Linked DNA regions of Capra hircus: region 2 is linked to region 1. A link is a contact called in public Hi-C data. All regions are on one chromosome and are shown on one strand. The core of a region is the stretch at or near the end of the contact, and the rest is flanking DNA. Distances in the headings are between cores, read along the strand shown. Region 1 overlaps KIAA1614. Region 2 has its middle 45 kb from the start of IER5.

Region 1 (5,908 bases), core at 1,836-4,335:
AGACCCATTCCCTTCCCTGCTTCTGCATAAATTAACTTCCTTAAACAAAACACACAAATAGGCTCCTTCTCTCTGCAAGGATGGTCAGTCACAGAAGCCCGACCGAGGCCCGAGGGGTTGCACGCCACTATGTTCATTTTCAGTAGACAAAGCAGCTTTGTGTAGCACATTCCCAGCCACCCCTGGGGGCGGTTCGGGGTTTCCACTGGGCGGGGGGTGGTGCTAACAGTGAGGGCCAAGGCACCTCTGCGTCACCGTGGGACAGGCCTCTGCCTCAGCACCCGGATCGACAAGCTCTCCGCGTGGGCCAGGAGCTCCCTCACGTGAGCCAAGCCCAGCCCTGCAACCTTGGCCCCGTTCACCTCCAAGATCTCATCCCCCACCCCCAGCAGCCCCGAGTAGAGCTTGGCTGTGCTCTCGTCAGCCATCTCCTGCACGTAGAACCCTGCAAAGGAAAACAGGAGAGTTAACGCAGGAAATCCAAATCAAAGACACGCAGCTCTGTGGAATGCTGACCAGGTGGGTGGCGTGGTGGGGGGGGGGTGCGTGGAGGGGAGGCAAATGCTTATACAAGGTGCTTCACACACGCACGCACACACGCACACTCCCTCATTATTCCACTTCACAACCACAACTCGCTTTATAATAGATACAGCAGGCCCGCCTCCACTTCATTTTTCCTTTTTTCTCTTTTAAAATGCCCCTGATACAAATAATGCCTTAAGCTGTTATTATTCATGTATACCTCAGTGTGAATGAGCTAATCTTATCTTTTTCTGGGAGAAGTCTTGATTATAAAATAAGGAAAATGTTGAGACCTATGACATGCCCGGCACTGCTCTAGGTGGGGATTCACAAATAAGACCCAGCTGCTGCCCTCAAGTAGCTGGGGGTGGATGGTATCATTGGAGTCACAAACAAGAGAAAGTGTTAGTCATTCAGCCATGCCCAGTTCTTTCAACCCCAGGAACTGTGGCCCGCCAGGCTCCTCTATCCAGGGCTGCCATTCCCTTCTCCAGGGGATCTCCCTGACCCAGGGATCGAACCCATGTCTCCTGCCTTGGCAAGCACGTTCTTAACCACTAGCGCCACCTGGGAAGCCCAGGGAGTAGTGAACAGGCTGAAGTCAAATCCAAACCTGGTTTGCCTCACCGGATTGTCTAGGACCAGCCCTGGCTTCAGTCTTCCTTGGATATGGATCCTTAGAATTCAGAGGCATCTGGGCAAAAGCCCAGGAAACAAATTCTGGTTGGTTGGGTTGGTGGTTTAGTCGCTAAGTTGTCCGACTCTTGTGACCCCATGGGCTGTAGCCTGCCAAGCTCCTCTGTCCATGAGATTCTCCAGGCAAGAATACTGGAGTGGGTTGCCATTCCCTTCTCCAGGGGATCTTCCAGACCCAGGGATCGAACCCAGGTCTCCTGTATTGCAGGCAGATTCTTTACCAACTGAGCTATGAGGGAAGACCCCATAGAAATTCTACCCCCCATTTACAGTCATAGTGGCTCACTTTTCCTTTCTGCGTACACTCTCCCGTCCAGTGCCCCCGAGGGGCCCCAGCTGGCTGGGACCATTTCCTGGGTGTCTGAGGTAGGGTGAACCTCGGAAGGAGCTGCTTCTCCTTCTTTCCACAGTTCAATTTGAGGAACTCATGTCAGCGGAGCAGGCTGTGGGGGCCTCGGGTTGGCTGGGCTGGGCTCCCTGGCCACACAGTGTACGACAGTCCAGCTGACCGAGCCCCTCTTGCCTCAACTTCTGCGGAAAACCTTTCAAACCCTCCCCTTCAGCTGTCTCTGCCTGAGGGAGCAACGGAGCACAGGCTTTTCCAGGGAGGACTGGGTGTCCCTCATCCAAGGGTGCCCCCCACCCACCAAATCGCCCTAAGTGAGCACAGGTGTGCAGAGCAGGAAGCCTGCAGGCTGTGGAGCCTGTGTGGTGACGGCCCCTGCAGGGCGCCCTGGGACATGCTGGTGTGGCTTTAAGCATCCTCAGTGATCCCCAGCCTGAGCTCAGCTGGCTGATTAGAAACACTTAGCAGCTATCCAGTCCACGCCCGGCTCTCTACTTCCTCTTCTTAAAATCAATGTTCTTAGAAGGGACCCGAAAGAGCATCTCCTCTCTAGCTGGAAGCCTTTTAAGACATCTTGGATGCGTGTGAAGTCATCTCTCCAGCCCACCCAGCCTCATAAGAGCTTCTGGTCCCAAGAGAAGTCAAGCTTTTCAAAGCCCACCCTTGAAAACTGGGGTTTGAATGTGCACTGCAATCTCCTCTAAGGCACCCGAAGGTTTGCAGCTCTTGGGTTTAGCAAAGCCAATCTGTTGACATGTTCCTGCTTCCTGGTCTGAGCTGTGGAACTCGCTCTCAGTGCTTCTTGGCTTAACTGATCCTTTCCCGCAAGGCCGGCTCCCTCCTGGCAGGGCCTGTCATCTTGGCTGCACAAGGCTTTTCTCGCAGCCCTTGCCCTAGCCTTCCCCTCTTCTTTCTGGGTTCTTTAACTGCTTGCCTGCCTTGTCTGCGTGCTGGCAGTAGGGCGGGGGGAAAGGCAGGTAAGGAGGCAGGGGAGGAACCTGCAGAAATGGCTGCTGTCCAGCAGAGCATGCCAGTGGGGAGGGATGAAGAAACCCAAAAGAATGGAGTCGGAGGACCAGACACTGCTGTCACGCCTGCCATGTAGGGGGGACTCCAGGGTACGTTTCACAGTTGGAAGTCATGACACAAATATGACAGAGAGGCTGTTGTAGACATTCATCGTCTGCTGGCAATGGCCTGTGTTCAGGATGTATGATCTCTGTGTTGTTTTCAATGAGAAGCAGAAGGCGAAGCCTGCCGTTCTCATGTGCTTGTACAGGCTTAGATGTGACAGCCAGCAAGGAACACCCACATCATGATGTTTCAGTGAGGAATGCAAACCAGCCCCAACTCACAGCCCCTCTGAGGCCCAGAAGTGACCCAGGGGGGCTGGAGCACGGCCTGAGGCAAGGACGCACCAGTACCAGCCGCATTCCAAGGGTGAGGGCATCTCTGCAGGACAGCCGACAGCCAACCGCAGTGGCCAGAGGAGGGTGCCACCTGGGCAGGACAGGGAAGAGCTGGCACCCACCCAGGCAAGGGGTGCCCGCAGAGTACGCCAAGGCAGAGCCCAAGAAGCTCCTGGTCACTGGAGACCCCTGCCCATCAGCAGTCCGTGACGGGTGATCGGGGAAGGAGTCCCACTGCCAGCAAAGAGGCCTAAAGGGACTTGTGGGAAGGATGGGGGGCACAGGAGAATGCCTGGTTGGGCGTGAGCTCACATTGGCAGCTGACACAGATCGTGTCTGGGCCCCCTCCCCCCGCCACCCGCCCTCTGTCTGGAGTTCTACTCCCCAAATACACGTTCTTTTTCTGAAGAGGGAAGGAATACAAGTGCCAGGTACTTTCCTATATACCCCACTGAAATGACTTTTCCAGGCAGGGTTTCGTTAGTTTGATGTTACAGGTTGAATGAGTGAGTGAGTGAGTGAGTGAAGTCGCTCAGTCATGTCCAACTCTTTGTGACCCCGTGGACTGTAGCCCACTAGGCTCCTCCGTCCATGGGATTCTCCAAGCAAGAGTACTGGAGTGGGTTGCCATTTCCTTCTCCAGGGGAATCTTCCCGACCCAGGTTACAGGTTAGATGTTCTTTATTTACATATGGGCTTCCCAGGTGGCACTAGTGGTAAAGAACCTGCTTGCCAACGCAGGAGACATAAGAGACGTGGGTTCGATCCCTGGGTCGGGAAACAGCCACTGAGGAGGAAACAGCAACTCACTCCAGTATTCTTGCCTGGAGAATCCCAGGGACAGAGAAGCCCTGTGGGCTATAGTCCATGGGATCGCAAAGAGTCAGACAAGACTAGAGCGACTTAGCAGCAGCATTTACTTATTTATTGGATCGCATTGCCTGGCGTGTGGGATCTTAGTTCCCCAACCAGGGATTGAGCCTATAACCCCTAGAGGGGAAGCACAGAGTCTTAATAGTTGGACCACCAGGGAAGTCCCTCATTTTACAAATTAGAGACTAGAGGCTCAGAGAGGATAAGTAACCTGCTCAAGGTCACACAGACAGCAGAGGCGCTGGAGTACAAACCATGCTCTGTCGTCTAACCTACGCCTGCATGCTGCCCCTCTGGCAGGGCCTGACCGAAGGGTAGAGGAAGCTGGAGGAAAGGGCAGAGTGGCTAACAGCCTGTGGAATGCTTTACAATGGTCAACACATGCTCACATTCACCATCTCCCTGCGAGGACAGATGGGTACCCTCCCGAGGGCCAGAGTCGGGAGACTCTTGTCCTCTCTTCCTCTCACACTCAAGTAAAACCTACCAGCAAATAGTCAAAACTACCTTCAAGTCAGCCAGAACCTGGCCACTTCTTACCACCTCCACGGCCGTGCCAGTCTAAGCCGCTGCCACTATGTCTCTCCCAGACTATTGAAATAACCTTAAAACTGGGCTCCTTGGCTCCCCTTGCATCCCACTAGGGTCTATTCTCAACACAGCAGCCAGGGACCCTGGTAAAAGCATTAAATCAGAGCATGTCAGTCCCGGCTCCAAGCCCCTGGTAACTCCTGTCTCATTTCAACGAAGATGTCCCCTTCTGAGCTCAGCTCGGGCTCTCTCCCACATTTTGAGGCTCAGCTGTCCCCCAACCTGCCTACCCTCAGCTTAGTCTCTCCCCCTCACCCCCTTCTGTCCAGCTTGACCTCCTTGTAGTTCCTCCCACTGGCCAAGCTCATTTCCAGCCCTGAGGGCCCTGCATGGACTGTTCCCTCTGCTTGGAACTCACTGCCCCAGACATCACATGGGGCCACCCTCACTTCATGCCAGTGTCTGTCTGCTCAGGGGTCTTTTCTCAGAAAAGCTGCCCCATCAGGACTCCCAACTCACTGCCCTGGGGCCTTATCCTGCTGTATATATATATATTTATGCAGATAGTCTAACTCCCTCATGAGAATGTATACTCCTGAGGACAAGGATTTCATCTGTTCCATTTACTGCTCTGTCCCCAGTATCTACAACACCTAGGAGATGCTCAACATATATTGTTGAAAGATAAATGATGGAACATATGCAAGAACTCACTTCAGTCTGCAACCCCAGCAGCAGTAGTGTTCTGCCACCTAAATGGCTTTGACTCAGGAGATCAAAGCACAGAAGGGCTAAACCCACCACGGCACAATCCATCCAGGGCAGCTTTGAGTGTGTCTGTGTCTGCCTTTCTGTTTTTCCTCCTCTCTCTCCTCTCCTTCCCACTCCTGCATGTCTGTCTGCCTTCCCTACTCATCTCAGCTGAGAAATACCTCTCAAGGTCCCTTGCCCTGTGATGGATCCCTAGTGGCTCAGCTGGTAAAGAATCCTCCTGTAATGCGGGAGACCTGGGTTCCATCCCTGGGTTGGGAAGATCCCCTGGAGAAGGAAATGGCTACCCACTCCAGTATTCTGGCCCAGAGAATTCCATGGACTGTATAGTCCATGAGGTTGCCAAGAGTCAGACACAACTGAACGATCTTCACTTCTGCCTTGTGGTGGATCCTAGCCGACAGACCTTGGGTAAAGGCAAGTCATTTTTTCCCTGAAACATTCATGCGGAAGGGCTGAGAACTAGCCAGGGTGCAGAAGGACGTCCAGAGACCCTCCCTGATCCTGCCACTGCTGAATCGGGACCTAGCAGGCCGCCCGGCCAGGGGCCTGGAGCCAGGATCCATGTGAACATCCCCAGCAGGAGCCTGCCCTGAGGGAGGGGCCTGGGTGCACAGACAGGCAGGCACGGTCCACGGGCGCGGACACGCTCCGCAGCTAGAGGAAGGGAACCACACCAACCACATCAAAGAGATCCGGAGAGCCAGCCAAGACAAACAACCTCCCTCTGACTCTCCCGTGAAAAGATGGGAGTCGG
Region 2 (5,908 bases), core at 1,528-4,027, 170 kb before region 1:
TTTGGTGCAACATTTGTAAACGGAGCCACGGTTCGGTTTGCATTCATTTAAAAAAAATAACAGCACTTCCTGTGAAATGAATGGATAGCCCGCTCATCAGCTGACTTCATTTACTCATCCTTCATTCATTTACGCATCCAGGCTTAGTCAGGGAGACAGAGACTTAAAATTTTACCTCCTCCTTAGGAGATGGAGATAGAAATCAGGAATGGCTTCACTGAGGAGTGGTCAGTTGACCACCAAAGGGAATGGCTTTTCTGACAAAACCAGCACAAGGGCAAAGGCATGAAGATGTGAAGGAACATTCGAGATAACAAAGGAAAACTGTCTGCCAGTCAGGCTGGGAAATGGGATGGAGAAGGGTGATGGAGGGACATACAGAAAGAGATGGAGCTGGGGCTAGAGAGAGGGGTCCCGAGGGACCTGTAATAAAAGATTAAGGAGTCCGTACTCCTTGAGCAATGAGGAGGATCTTGAGAGGAAACACAGCATTATCAGGTTTCAGTTCAGTGCAGTTCAGTTCAGTCGCTCAGTCGTGTCCGACTCTTTGCGACCCCATGAATCGCAGCACTCCAGGCCTCCCTGTCCATCACCAACTCCCAGAGTTCACTCAGACTCACGTCCATCGAGCCCGTGATGCCATCCAGCCATCTCATCCTCTGTTGTCCCCTTCTCCTCCTGCCCCCAATCCCTCCCAGCATCAGAGTCTTTTCCAATGAGTCAGCTCTTCACATGAAGTGGCCAAGTACTGGAGTTTCAGCTTTAGCATCATTCCTTCCAAAGAAATCCCAGGGCTGATCTCCTTCAGAATGGACTGGTTGGATCTCCTTGCAGTCCAAGGGACTCTCAAGAGTCTTCTCCAAAATCACAGTTCAAAAGCATCAGTTCTACGGTGCTCAGCCTTCTTCACAGTCCAACTCTCACATCCATACATGACCATTGGGAAAACCATAGCCTTGACTAAACGGACCTTAGTCAGCAAAGTAATGTCTCTGTTTACATTCTACCAACAGGAAGTCTTCTTCCGCTGCTGCCCTGGGGTCTTGTTAAACAGTGAAGGCAGAGTTAGAAAGAAGTCAGGGACAGGTAGTCCAGTGCTTAAGACTCTGAGTTTCCACTGCAGGGGGTCGGGTTTGAGCCCTGGTTGGGGCACTAGGATCCCATATACCATGCGGAAAAAAAAAAAAAAAAAAAAGCAAGGGACAAATTGATGGGGGCCTGAGAAGACCAGAGCCTGGAGGTGTGCATGGGAAAGATTCAAGCACCACTTTAGAGGCAAGGCATGTGGGACTTCAGGACCAATTAGGTGGAGGATTGAAGGAGAACCTGAAGATTGATGTCTAAGAAAGAATAGGGTTGGGGAGAAGACAAATTTAATTTGGGATATCCTCAGTGTAGGGAATCTCTGGACATCCAGGGATAAAATCAGACCCCTCAGTCTGCCACTTTCCCCTCATCCTTAATTCTCCATCATAGGGATGAAGCAATCTAGTCCCCACAGATGTAGATTTACAATGTAAGGGTTAACATGTGACTTTCCCTTAGGAACCATATTTCCAGTTAGCAAGAGAGTACCACCTACCCAATGTTAATCAAGAGAATGGCTTTCCTATAGTGAGATTCCCAGCAATGGGAAGAGCAAGTGGGGGACCTATTTCCAGGTAAGAAGATCTTGCCAGCATCCCTAAAATTACATTGCGGAGGCTACAACTAAAGCTCTCGTAGTGAAGAGACTGCTGTGGAAAGTTCACCTTCATTCCACAGAACCTTGTTCACACCACAGAAGAAGGGATCTTCCTCTTGGACAGGATTCTGCTCTCTTGGGCCGGGGTGATGGACAACCAATGCCACAAAGCTCTGGGGTCACTGAGTTCAGGTCCTGGCTCCAGCAGTTACTGGATATATAACCTTGGGCACAGCGTTTTACCTTTCTAGGACTGATTCTGACATTCATTAAACAGGGCCTTGAAACACTTGCTGTTCCCCTGGGGTGGTTGTGAGCTGGGGTTTCAAGGAGATGGCTGCAACAGACACGACTGCATCCGTCATCCTTACCACCGCCACCATTTATCTCAGTATCTTTCAACACCCAATTCACTTGGAGAAGCCTAATTTTCTCCCTGTTCATGGACTATTAGCTGCTCTGACAACTTTAGGTGATGAAAAGCCACCATTCGGTAGAGCTCGCTGTGCCCCTCAACAGCCTGCAGGGGGCAGCATCGGGCAGCGTAAGGTCTCGCCCGGCTCGCTCGAATAACGTCGGAACAGGTCTGGGAAGGACCACGGAGGTGGCCCTGGAATTCAGACTCCAGCTGACAAAGGACCCGTGATACTCCACGTGGGTCTGACATGCAGCCTCCCGGGGAATCGGGTCTCCGGTGAACAAGGGGGCAGGGAAAGGGTCTTCTGAAAGCATCCCCAGCCCTCACAAATCCAGCCGGGTTTTTCCCAAGCCCACACCAGGCCTGACTGCTTGCAATTTAGCGCTGATCTGACCTCGAAGAAGCCAGACTGAGCCTGCTTCCCTCCCCACAGGGGCCCTGATGCAGATGTCTCAACCCCCATGAGCTAAAGGGAGGGAGCGCCTGACAAGGACAAGGTGGGGTGCCTGCCACCCCTACCCCACCCTCCGCAAAGCATTTTTAGGTTCCCACTCCCTCAGCCCCGGTGGGGAGTACAGAAAAGACAAAAGAAATAAAGGGACGCAGCTCCAACTCTTCCGAGCTAGGAATGTTGTTGAGAATAGATGCAGACGGGAAGGCTACTCAGGATCCCATGTTCCGGTTTCCATCCAGCCTGGCGACGCTGCTTTCCTAAAGCCCAGGAGGCCTGTTCAGACCTAACAATTTCCTCTCATTTGTGAGTGTGTTTACCTGGAAAAACAAAGAGGCAGAAGGCTTAAAATCAATCAAAACTGCCCCGAATATGGAGTCACTGTAGGGACAGACGATCCAAGCTGTGGGAATCTGGAGATTCACCGACCGAGGTAGCATGTAGTGGCCAGCCAGCGGGGAGGAATGTGGCCACTTCGAAGAGAGCCCCAGGCCTCGGTGCCGATGGGACCCACTCGTCACTCACTCTCCTACTGACTTTTCTGGGGAGAGGAACTGCTATGTCACCATGACATCACCTCCTTCCAGGAACCACTGAGTCAGCTTGGGGCCTGAGGCTGGACCACTCACTTCCTCCAACCCGGCAGAGGGGGAGCACTCCCCCACACCACGCCCAGCTGGGCCTGTTCCTTCACCACTGTCAGCGGGTCAGCTTGGCGAAAAGACACACCAGGTGGTGCCATCCATGCCCACTTCCACTGGGATTCTCCTGCCACGGAAGAGCGGCCCCCCGTGCAGATTCACAGCTGGTTTGGGGCTGAAGGGCAAGTGTCCCTGGGAGAGGGAGCATGTTTAGCTTTGTCAGTCACGTACAGCTCCTTGTAGAGGCTAACTGTGACAGAGGAATCAGGAGGGATTAAGTGAGAGGCAGGTGGGCGCTGGCTGAAGTGGGATGGTTCAGAGGAACTCTGTGCCCAGTCACAGCTGAAGGCTGCCACAGACGGGGCCACAGCAGTCATGGGCGTCTTATCCAAGTAACTACTTCCTCAAAAGGCTGGGGGTGGGGGTGGTTACCCCCATATGGGCAGTCTCACCCTTAGCCAGGAATGGGGCCAGGGGGTGTCTGTCTGTAGCCCTCAGAAGATGATTTTCTCTTGCCCCTCCCCCAGCACAGTCACAAGCACCTCCCCACCTCCCTGTGTGGAACCCTTCCCTGCCCCGTTGAGAGGATTCAAGCTAGAATCCGCCTGCCCACCTCCCTGTGTCGAACCCTTCCCTTCCCCGTTAAAGAGGATTCAAGCTAGAATCTGTCCGCACCACATCAGAGTTGATTTCATCTTGTCATTAAACCTGATGCTCTATAAGCTGATCTTATGAAAAAGAAAATTAACCACGAGGCAGTAACTCAATTTTATAGCACTGTAAAGGTCCTAGCGTCTCCCTGTTCCCACTAACACACACATGCACACACACACACACAGAGTCTGCTTTGATCTTTTCTTTTCTCACCTTTTATGACATTGTTTCACTTAATGCCAACAAAATCCTGCCAGGTAAGTATGGCCATCTTATATAGATGAGAAAAGGTGAGGGAAATCCTCCAGGGTCACAGAGCTAGTGACTGACACACAGCCAGTCTTGGAAATGAGGTTTGTCTGACACTGAGGAGCTGGGATCCTTCCACTTAGACACCGTGACCCAAAGTAAGAGCCTCTTTGGGGTCAGACGTAAAATTAGAATTCTGTTTTGCAACCCACAAAATCTTAAGGTTGGGAGATATTTTGAAGACTGTCCAGGCCTAAGTGGGAAGGGAAGCCAGGGTAGCCTGGCGTGCTGTAGTCCATGGGATCACAAAGTCAGACACAACTTAGTGACTGAACACCAACCAGGTCTGTGACCCAGACAGACGGCTGAATCTCCTGCATAATGTCCTGGCTGCAGCCTAGATACAGCAGCTCCAGGAAAGACATTTTGTTCTGATTCAGACCATGCCAGCTGAGAATCCCTGGACAGTTCTTTGCGGTTTCAGGCTGAAATCTCTCTCCCTACAATGTCTATACATCAGAACTCCCCTCGGGACCATGGGGGAACTAAGCAGTGAGTCACTCCTGGACTAACTTTCTCCTGACTGCACATTCTCGATTCCTTCTAACCTATTCTCACCTGGCGGTTCCTCACCACTCTCCTGGGAATGGTATCTGCTTTCTCTGTTCACTCTCAAGGTGGGACACCAGTGTGACCACAGTGCTCCAGAAGTGAGCCAACTAGCCCAGAGAAGAATGAGACCAGACTATCAGTTCAGTTCATTCGCTCAGTCATGTCTGACTTTGTAACTCCATGAACTGCAGCACGCCAGGCCTCCCTGTCCATCACCAGCTCCCGGAGTTTACCCAAACTCATGTCCATTGAGTCGGTGATGCCATTCAACCATCTCATGCTCTGTCATTCCCTTCTCCTCCTGCCCCCAATCCCTCCCAGCATCAGGGTCTTTTCAAATGAGTCAGCTCTTCGCATCAGGTGGCCAAAGTATTAGAGTTTCAGCTTCAACATCAGTCCTTGCAATGAACACCCAGGACTGATCTCCTTTAGGATGGACTGATTGGATCTCCTTGCAGTCCAAGGGACTCTCAAGAGTCTTCTCCAATACCACAGTTTAAAAGCATCAGTTCTTCAATGCTCAGCTTTCTTTATAGTCCAACTCTCACATTCATACATGACTACTGGAAAAACCATAGCCTTGACTATACGGACCTTTGGCAAAGTAATGTCTCTGCTTTTTAATATGCTGTCTAGGTTGGTCATAACTTTCCTTCCAAGGAGTAAGACCAGATTATATAAACCTTTTATTTTTTTTTCATGAGTCTTACTATTTCACCCTGGGGACTCACTTTGATCTTATCATGAATGAAAACCCTAAGTGCCTTTCTCACGTACTGTCCCAAAACCACATCCTCTCCTGCCCCTTGTCCCACTGGGTTTGGGGGTGTTCATGTCCTGTTTCGTTCTTGTAGGATAGACCTAACAACTACCACAGGCAACCTGGCCATCTCCCTGCTTCATGGACCCCCTCTCCATGCTCCCTGGCACTGCTGACCCACTGGGGCTCAGCCACGTCCTCCTCCAGTCCCAGCTCTGGTTTTCCGCACCAAGACTCTGCCCAGAGGTCCCACTGGCCCAGTGACTGGGATGAGACTCTTAATTCCCAGCTTCCTGATGCATCCCTAGGGGTCGTCTGGGAGGTCCTGGACACACCCTCACGCACGGCTCCTAGAAGCAAGGCCCACTGTCTCAGGCCCTCCCTGTCCTGAAACCCAACAGTGTTTCTACTGTGCTGAGACGGCCTTACACATTCTCCT

Evidence for each region. Hi-C and Micro-C count contacts between places; a contact is called where the count stands out from the background.
Region 2: a Hi-C map of blood shows a contact between it and region 1, with 4 times the contacts expected there. The contact joins two enhancer-like sites. A contact is called at or near these places in 4 of 5 Hi-C or Micro-C datasets (blood and liver).

Annotation. Positions count from the first base shown.
Region 1 is chr16:60,662,723-60,668,630 of ARS1.2, reverse strand. It overlaps KIAA1614, which reads right to left. Exons shown (of 10, transcript XM_018060673.1): 10 at 1-445. The coding sequence ends at 252. Among named protein-coding and RNA genes, the nearest start is that of KIAA1614, 40 kb to the right of the region's middle. Within about 2 kb of position 3,085, at least 2 of the 5 cell types and tissues checked have an H3K27ac peak or open chromatin away from gene starts, as enhancers often do.
Region 2 is chr16:60,830,735-60,836,642 of ARS1.2, reverse strand. No RefSeq gene overlaps it. Among named protein-coding and RNA genes, the nearest start is that of IER5, 45 kb to the right of the region's middle. Within about 2 kb of position 2,777, at least 4 of the 5 cell types and tissues checked have an H3K27ac peak or open chromatin away from gene starts, as enhancers often do.